Linked DNA regions of Mus musculus: region 1 is linked to region 2. A link is a contact called in public promoter capture Hi-C data. All regions are on one chromosome and are shown on one strand. Each heading gives the region's core, a stretch centred on a gene start, on an enhancer-like site or on the middle of the called end of the contact. The rest is flanking DNA. Distances are from core to core; before and after follow the strand shown. Region 1 holds the start of Nup133 (nucleoporin 133). Region 2 holds the start of Ctu2 (cytosolic thiouridylase subunit 2).

Region 1 (2,700 bases), core at 155-2,654, 1.5 Mb after region 2:
TTACTGGTTTTTTTGTTTGTTTTGAGCAAAAATGATGTATCAGAACATATATGCATCTTACTATCTTTTTAACCCATCATATATACATATATGTGTGTGTGTGTATATATGTGTATATATATATATATGATTGTATGATAGATAGATAGATATCGAAAAGCAAGTGCTCTTATCCCCAGAGCCATCTTTCCATCCCAGAAATTCACTTTTGAAAGATGAACAGAAGAAATTCTTCTAGAAAAAGGTAACCCAATTCTGAATTTTCGTGTTAATTACATTGAGGAGGGTAACAATTCTACTATACATGTGGACTTGGCAGCACACCAGCATCTTTAGTGAAGCACGCTCTCTCTCTCTCTCTCTCACACACACACACACACACACACACACACACAAAGTGCTTTTATGTAACCTAGTCACAACCATCACATTTTGTGGCCCAAGTCCTTTAACTGCCAATCAGTATGTAGTAATAAGCATTTGCTAGGCACTGAGAAAACATTTTTGCCAGGTTTGTAGGCTCTTACCATGACTCAGATAGGTGTACTGAATCCTGAGATGCTGAGATCCTGACTTAAAGCTGGAAGTGTTAAACAAAATGATGGTAGCCAGACAAGCTACTGCATGCTTGAAATAGAAGAATCTTAAAAGTGGATTGAGCAAAGTCAGCCTAGGGTACGTAGCATGGGCTGTCCCAAAGTGGACAGGACTGAGTTCCAGGCTGCATTCCTACACTATATCACAAAAAGACTACACCAGACCAAATGTTACTCGTGTCAAACGCCACAGAGTCAAACCACAACTTTAAACAAACAGCAGCCCGACACTGACCTGTGTCAACATAATAAAGAAATGACTTTTTAATCTTTACAATAATCTGAAGTATGTTCCTACCTTGCAAGCGTAGTGCTCAAAAGGTTCTTTCATTCTTTTCTGTAGCGCGGAGACAGAGTGAATCCATGGGTCCAATAAAGAGTTAAACAGAGAACGGGCAAAACGAGGGCCACCATTAAGCAGCGACAATAAAACGCGAGAATGACCAGAAGTACTTTCGAACTCTGCGGCAGCTTACCCCACTGCCAGGCTCCACCTCCCCGCTGTGGAGCGGACCCCGCTGGTCCCCGAACCCCCACTTACCGTGAGCTCACCGAGCTGCGCCGGCCTGCGGGCGAGAACAGCACGGGCGAGTTAACCGCAGATCCCAGAGACAGACCCCTCCTGCTCGCTCTAGGCGTGGACGTGGGCCCGATCCCGACTAGCGGACCGCGTCGGGTCCCCGGCCCTGGGGTTCGCGGAGAGGAGACGCTCGGAAACATGTTTGCAGAGAGCGTGGAGGAAGCGGCACTCGCGGGCTAATAGCGAGAACCTCGCGCGCCCGGAGCTTGAACACCTGAGGGGCGGGAAGGCGCCTAGAGATGACGTAAGGGGGCGCTCAGCGAGTAGGGAGGGGAAGGCGCATGGCAATGACGTCAAAGATCGGCGCCGAGACTCGGGGCAAGGTCGGAACTGGGAGCGCTTTGTTGACGTCACATCCAGTACCGGGGAGGGGCGGGGCAGGCGATTTGGAGTCCTGCGACCCGATTCACCGCGGTGGATCCAGTGCTCCGGACCGAGAGCTTGCCAGAAGCGCCGGTCTCCGGCTGGAGCTGACCCTCCGCGGCGAGCGTGGGCTGGGGAAGGAGGCGCCCGTGGGCGGAGCTGAGGAAGTCGCGCTCTGGGCGGCGGTGGTGTGCTCACAGTTTTTCCCAACCTAATTCAGATCGGTTCAGGCTTGTTCTTCGTTCGATTGTCTGGGCTCTGCAGCGGGTTGCAGCTTTTTGCTTTCCAGGCACAGCTTGCATTTTGATGGGTCTGTCCTACTGCCGGAGATTCGGAAATGACAGTGCCCCCAGTCCCCGGGCATGTTCACTCTCATCGCTGCCCCTGAAGTTCCAGACCCTAGTAGAAGCCGATAGCAGGCGTGCACACAGTTCTGTTAGTCCTCTGCGGCTGTTTCGGAAGACCGTAGTGTGTGTATGGGGGTGTCTTTTCCATTCTGCTCCCCACATTACTAAACAGTGAACTGAGATTAGCCCGAGGCTGTACTAGAGTTTGTAAATATTCAGGGCTGATAACTGCCCAGGGACCCTTGCTGAACTTGTGAGGTCCCTTGTTACTTCGGGTGGCCTTTCCTTTTCGGTTTTTTCATTGTGTCCCACTTAGACAACATTGTAGCCAGACTTTTGACCACTTTATGGGTTCCTATTTCTACCACTTGTCTCCCTCTCAACCCCCCAACACTAGGTAGGAGAAAGAAGGCTAGAGGAAAAGGGGGCTTCGATATCCGTAGACTACTTCCTGCTGATAGAGGCATCGAGTTCCTTGGGGCAGTTTTGATCTTTTAAGAGCTCAGAAAGCCAGAAGGAGGGCATTGGACTCTGAAGTTAGTTACAGGGGGGTTGTGCGCCACCTAGCATGGGTGCTGGGAATTGAACTCGGAAAAAAAAAGAAAAGCATTTAGAAGTAGCTACTTGAGCCAGGTGTGGCTGCACACACCTATAATCTCTGTAGGACCAGAAGTTGTTCAAAGCCACCCTGGGCTACATGAGACACTGTCTCAAATGCCAACAAACAAACCCAATTACCTGAGAGACCATTATGGACACAAGGTTGTTAGGCATATCAGAAGTAAATACAGTGGGAGGGGGTAGGGGGAGAGAG
Region 2 (2,700 bases), core at 158-2,657:
GAAGAATGCAGCAGTGGCCTGTGTGCACCGAGTGAAGGGATTGTAAAAAAAAAAAAAAAAAAAAAAAGACAACACTTCACAGAACACACCGTAAAACACCCACTTGTGCGTGCATACAAAAAAATGGGTCCTGATCCAAGGCTTCCTGCTAGAATATCACAGGAGCATTAGGCTGAGCAGGAGCTAGCTGTGCTCTTCCAAGACAACCTAGCAGAGCTCTCCAGAGGGATCCAGTCTTCGGTTCAGCCTGACACAGGGGGCAGGGAAAGTCAAGGCAGCCCTGGATGGAGACAAGGTCTCTGCCACCTCCCTGTATGACTCGCAGGCACACGCCTACCCAAGCGGCTCCAGTTCCCTCTGCATTAGAGCCTCCAAAATCAGCTGCCTCTGTTTGCAAAATGCCTCCCACCAATCTGGGTGCACCTTGTCCTGCCCCAAGCAGAGGGGCTGTCTGCTGACAAGTCCTCCTCCTGCCCGTTCTCTATCGGCTAATCTCAAGAGCTGTACTGTGGGGAGGTCATGGAGCAGACGTTCTATCTTGGCTCCCTCCCAACCAGGCTGGGGTTGTGAAGGCCCTGAGCACCGCTCCCTCCCGCGCAGAGTCACATCCTCAAGTTTCTGCTCCTGAAACACGGGAGGAGGAGCCGCTAGATTGGGGGTGGGGGGTGTCTTGGCTCAGCTGGGCACCTAACGAAGTGCTTGATGTCTGGGTCCCTTTAGGCCCCGCTACCTGGAAGCTTCCTGTTCAGAATAGGCCAAGTCCTTCAAAACAAAACACCAGGCTCCAAACGCGTCCCTCTCCTAACTTTAGGGAAACTCATTTCCTTGACAGTCAACACGAGTAGACATGGGGTGGAACAGAGTGGGTTGCAGAAGCCACAAGTCGTTTATTTACAACGGCCCGCTCACCCGATCTCTGCAAGCCCGGACCCCCGCGCTCGGCGCAGCGGCCGCGTCCACCGCCCTCGAAGCAGCCGGCGGCCGTTGGCAACGCGCGGGGCCGGGGCGGGTGCAGGGCGCGCGCGCGGCCGGCGGGCAGGGGCTGCTTTCCCCACGTCTCCTTTCGGCCGCCAGCCACGACCCCGGCCCGGACCCCCCTCCCGCGGGCTCCCGGCGCGCGCTCTCACGTGTGGCCGCAGCTGCCGATGGCCACTGGCCGATGGTACACCTCCAGGCAGATGGGACAGCTGAACTGCGCCTCCAGGCCGCTGTCGCCGCCCGCGGGCCCAGCCGGCGGCTGCCGCTGCTGCGCCGAGGCCACCAGGCTGCGGAACATCGCCATCCCCGGGGCAGGCCGCCGCCGCCGCCCCCTATCCAGGCCGGCAGACCCGGCGTCACTGCCGCGACGGCGCCGCGCTGGCGTCACCGCCCAGGCCCCACCTCCCCGGGTTGCGTCACGACAGCGCCCGCTCGGCGGTGACGGCATCTCAGCGCGCCGGCATCTCAGCGCGCCGGCTCCTCACGCCACTCCGCAGTCGGGACCCACCCCTCCATGTGTCAGGCCGGTGAGGATTACGCGGGGCCGGCGCGGCGGGAGCCTCCGCCCGTGCCGCGGCCAAGGTAAGAACCTTCTACCACCAGGCCGGGGACAGTCCCCTTCGGTTCCCCACCAACCGGAATTCCGGGACTGCTGTGAGTCGGCGGCTAGAACTAAACCTAGGCCCTGGCGCGTGAGCCTGGCGCTTCCTCCGCCAGCTCGGGCCGGGAAGCGCGACCCTGACTCCCCCAAGCCCGCCATGGTGCGAGAATTCTGCCACATATGTTCTTGTTCTCTCAAAGCCGGGAGCAGAAATGTGTGAAGTGCGCAGAAGGCCTGCCGGTGGTGGTGATACGAGCGGGAGATGCCTTCTGCAGGTGAGATCTGGGCAGCCGTCCCCACCCCACCCCACCCCCACCCCCGCACGCCCCTTTTCCAGGCTTGCTTGTTTTCTTGTAAAGGCGCGGTAACTTGTAAGTGCTTAGCCCTAACCGTAAATAGTGGTGGGAACCACTGGTGACGACCCTTGTCATCTAAACTAGGCACACCCGTCAATTCAACACTTCAGAGTCCATGACAGGAGAATTACCTCCGATCTGAGGCCAGCTTGGGCTGCAGAGATGACCCTGTCAAACAAAATCCCACAGTCTCCTGCGCAGGTGCAGCCAGCCTCCCTTTGCTTCTGTGTTACAGGGTTTGTTTCAAGGCATTCTACGTTCACAAATTCAGAGCCATGCTTGGGAAGAACCGGGTCATCTTTCCTGGGGAGAAGGTACGATGTGTGGTGCCTGGGCGCTCGGCTGTCAGCCCTGCTGTCTTCCGTTTATGTTCGTTTCTTCAGCTGGCCTACTGTCCCTGGACATTGAGGGTAGACTTGGTGTCTGGGGCTGTCCAAGAAGTGGACAAGACATGCTCATATTGCGGATGCATGCCTCCGTGCTGATGCTGCCCTTCCCACCCCCAGGTGCTCCTGTCCTGGTCTGGGGGCCCTTCGTCCAGCTCCATGGTCTGGCAAGTGCTTGAGGTACATCTACACCATCTTCTGGGCGTAAGCTTCTGGATTGAATTAGCAGGGGCCTCCTTCCTCAGCCTATACTATGGAAGTTTTTGGTTAACACTAGACAGTACCCCACCCCACCCCAACTGGGACACCTTTAGGATGTCCCATATATATTCAGCAGGTGTGCAGTCCAGACACATGCCCTACACAGGGTCCCAGGCTA

The links. Promoter capture Hi-C pulls out the DNA fragments that hold promoters and counts their contacts.
Region 1: a contact with region 2 is called in a promoter capture Hi-C map of liver, with 7 times the contacts expected there. The contact joins the promoter of Nup133 here to the promoter of Ctu2 in region 2. A contact is called at or near these places in 3 of 39 promoter capture datasets (the C10 cell line and liver) and 1 of 484 Hi-C or Micro-C datasets (CD4 T cells).

Annotation. Positions count from the first base shown.
Region 1 is chr8:123,947,861-123,950,560 of GRCm38.p6, forward strand. Nup133 (nucleoporin 133) reads right to left here and starts at 1,405. Exons shown (of 26, transcript NM_172288.2): 1 at 1,138-1,405. The coding sequence starts at 1,316.
Region 2 is chr8:122,474,736-122,477,435 of GRCm38.p6, forward strand. It overlaps Ctu2 (cytosolic thiouridylase subunit 2), which reads left to right and starts at 1,408. Exons shown (of 15, transcript NM_153775.2): 1 at 1,408-1,560; 2 at 1,780-1,854; 3 at 2,171-2,249; 4 at 2,442-2,501. The coding sequence starts at 1,493. It overlaps Rnf166 (ring finger protein 166), which reads right to left and starts at 1,339. Exons shown (of 6, transcript NM_001033142.3): 1 at 1,128-1,339. The coding sequence starts at 1,282.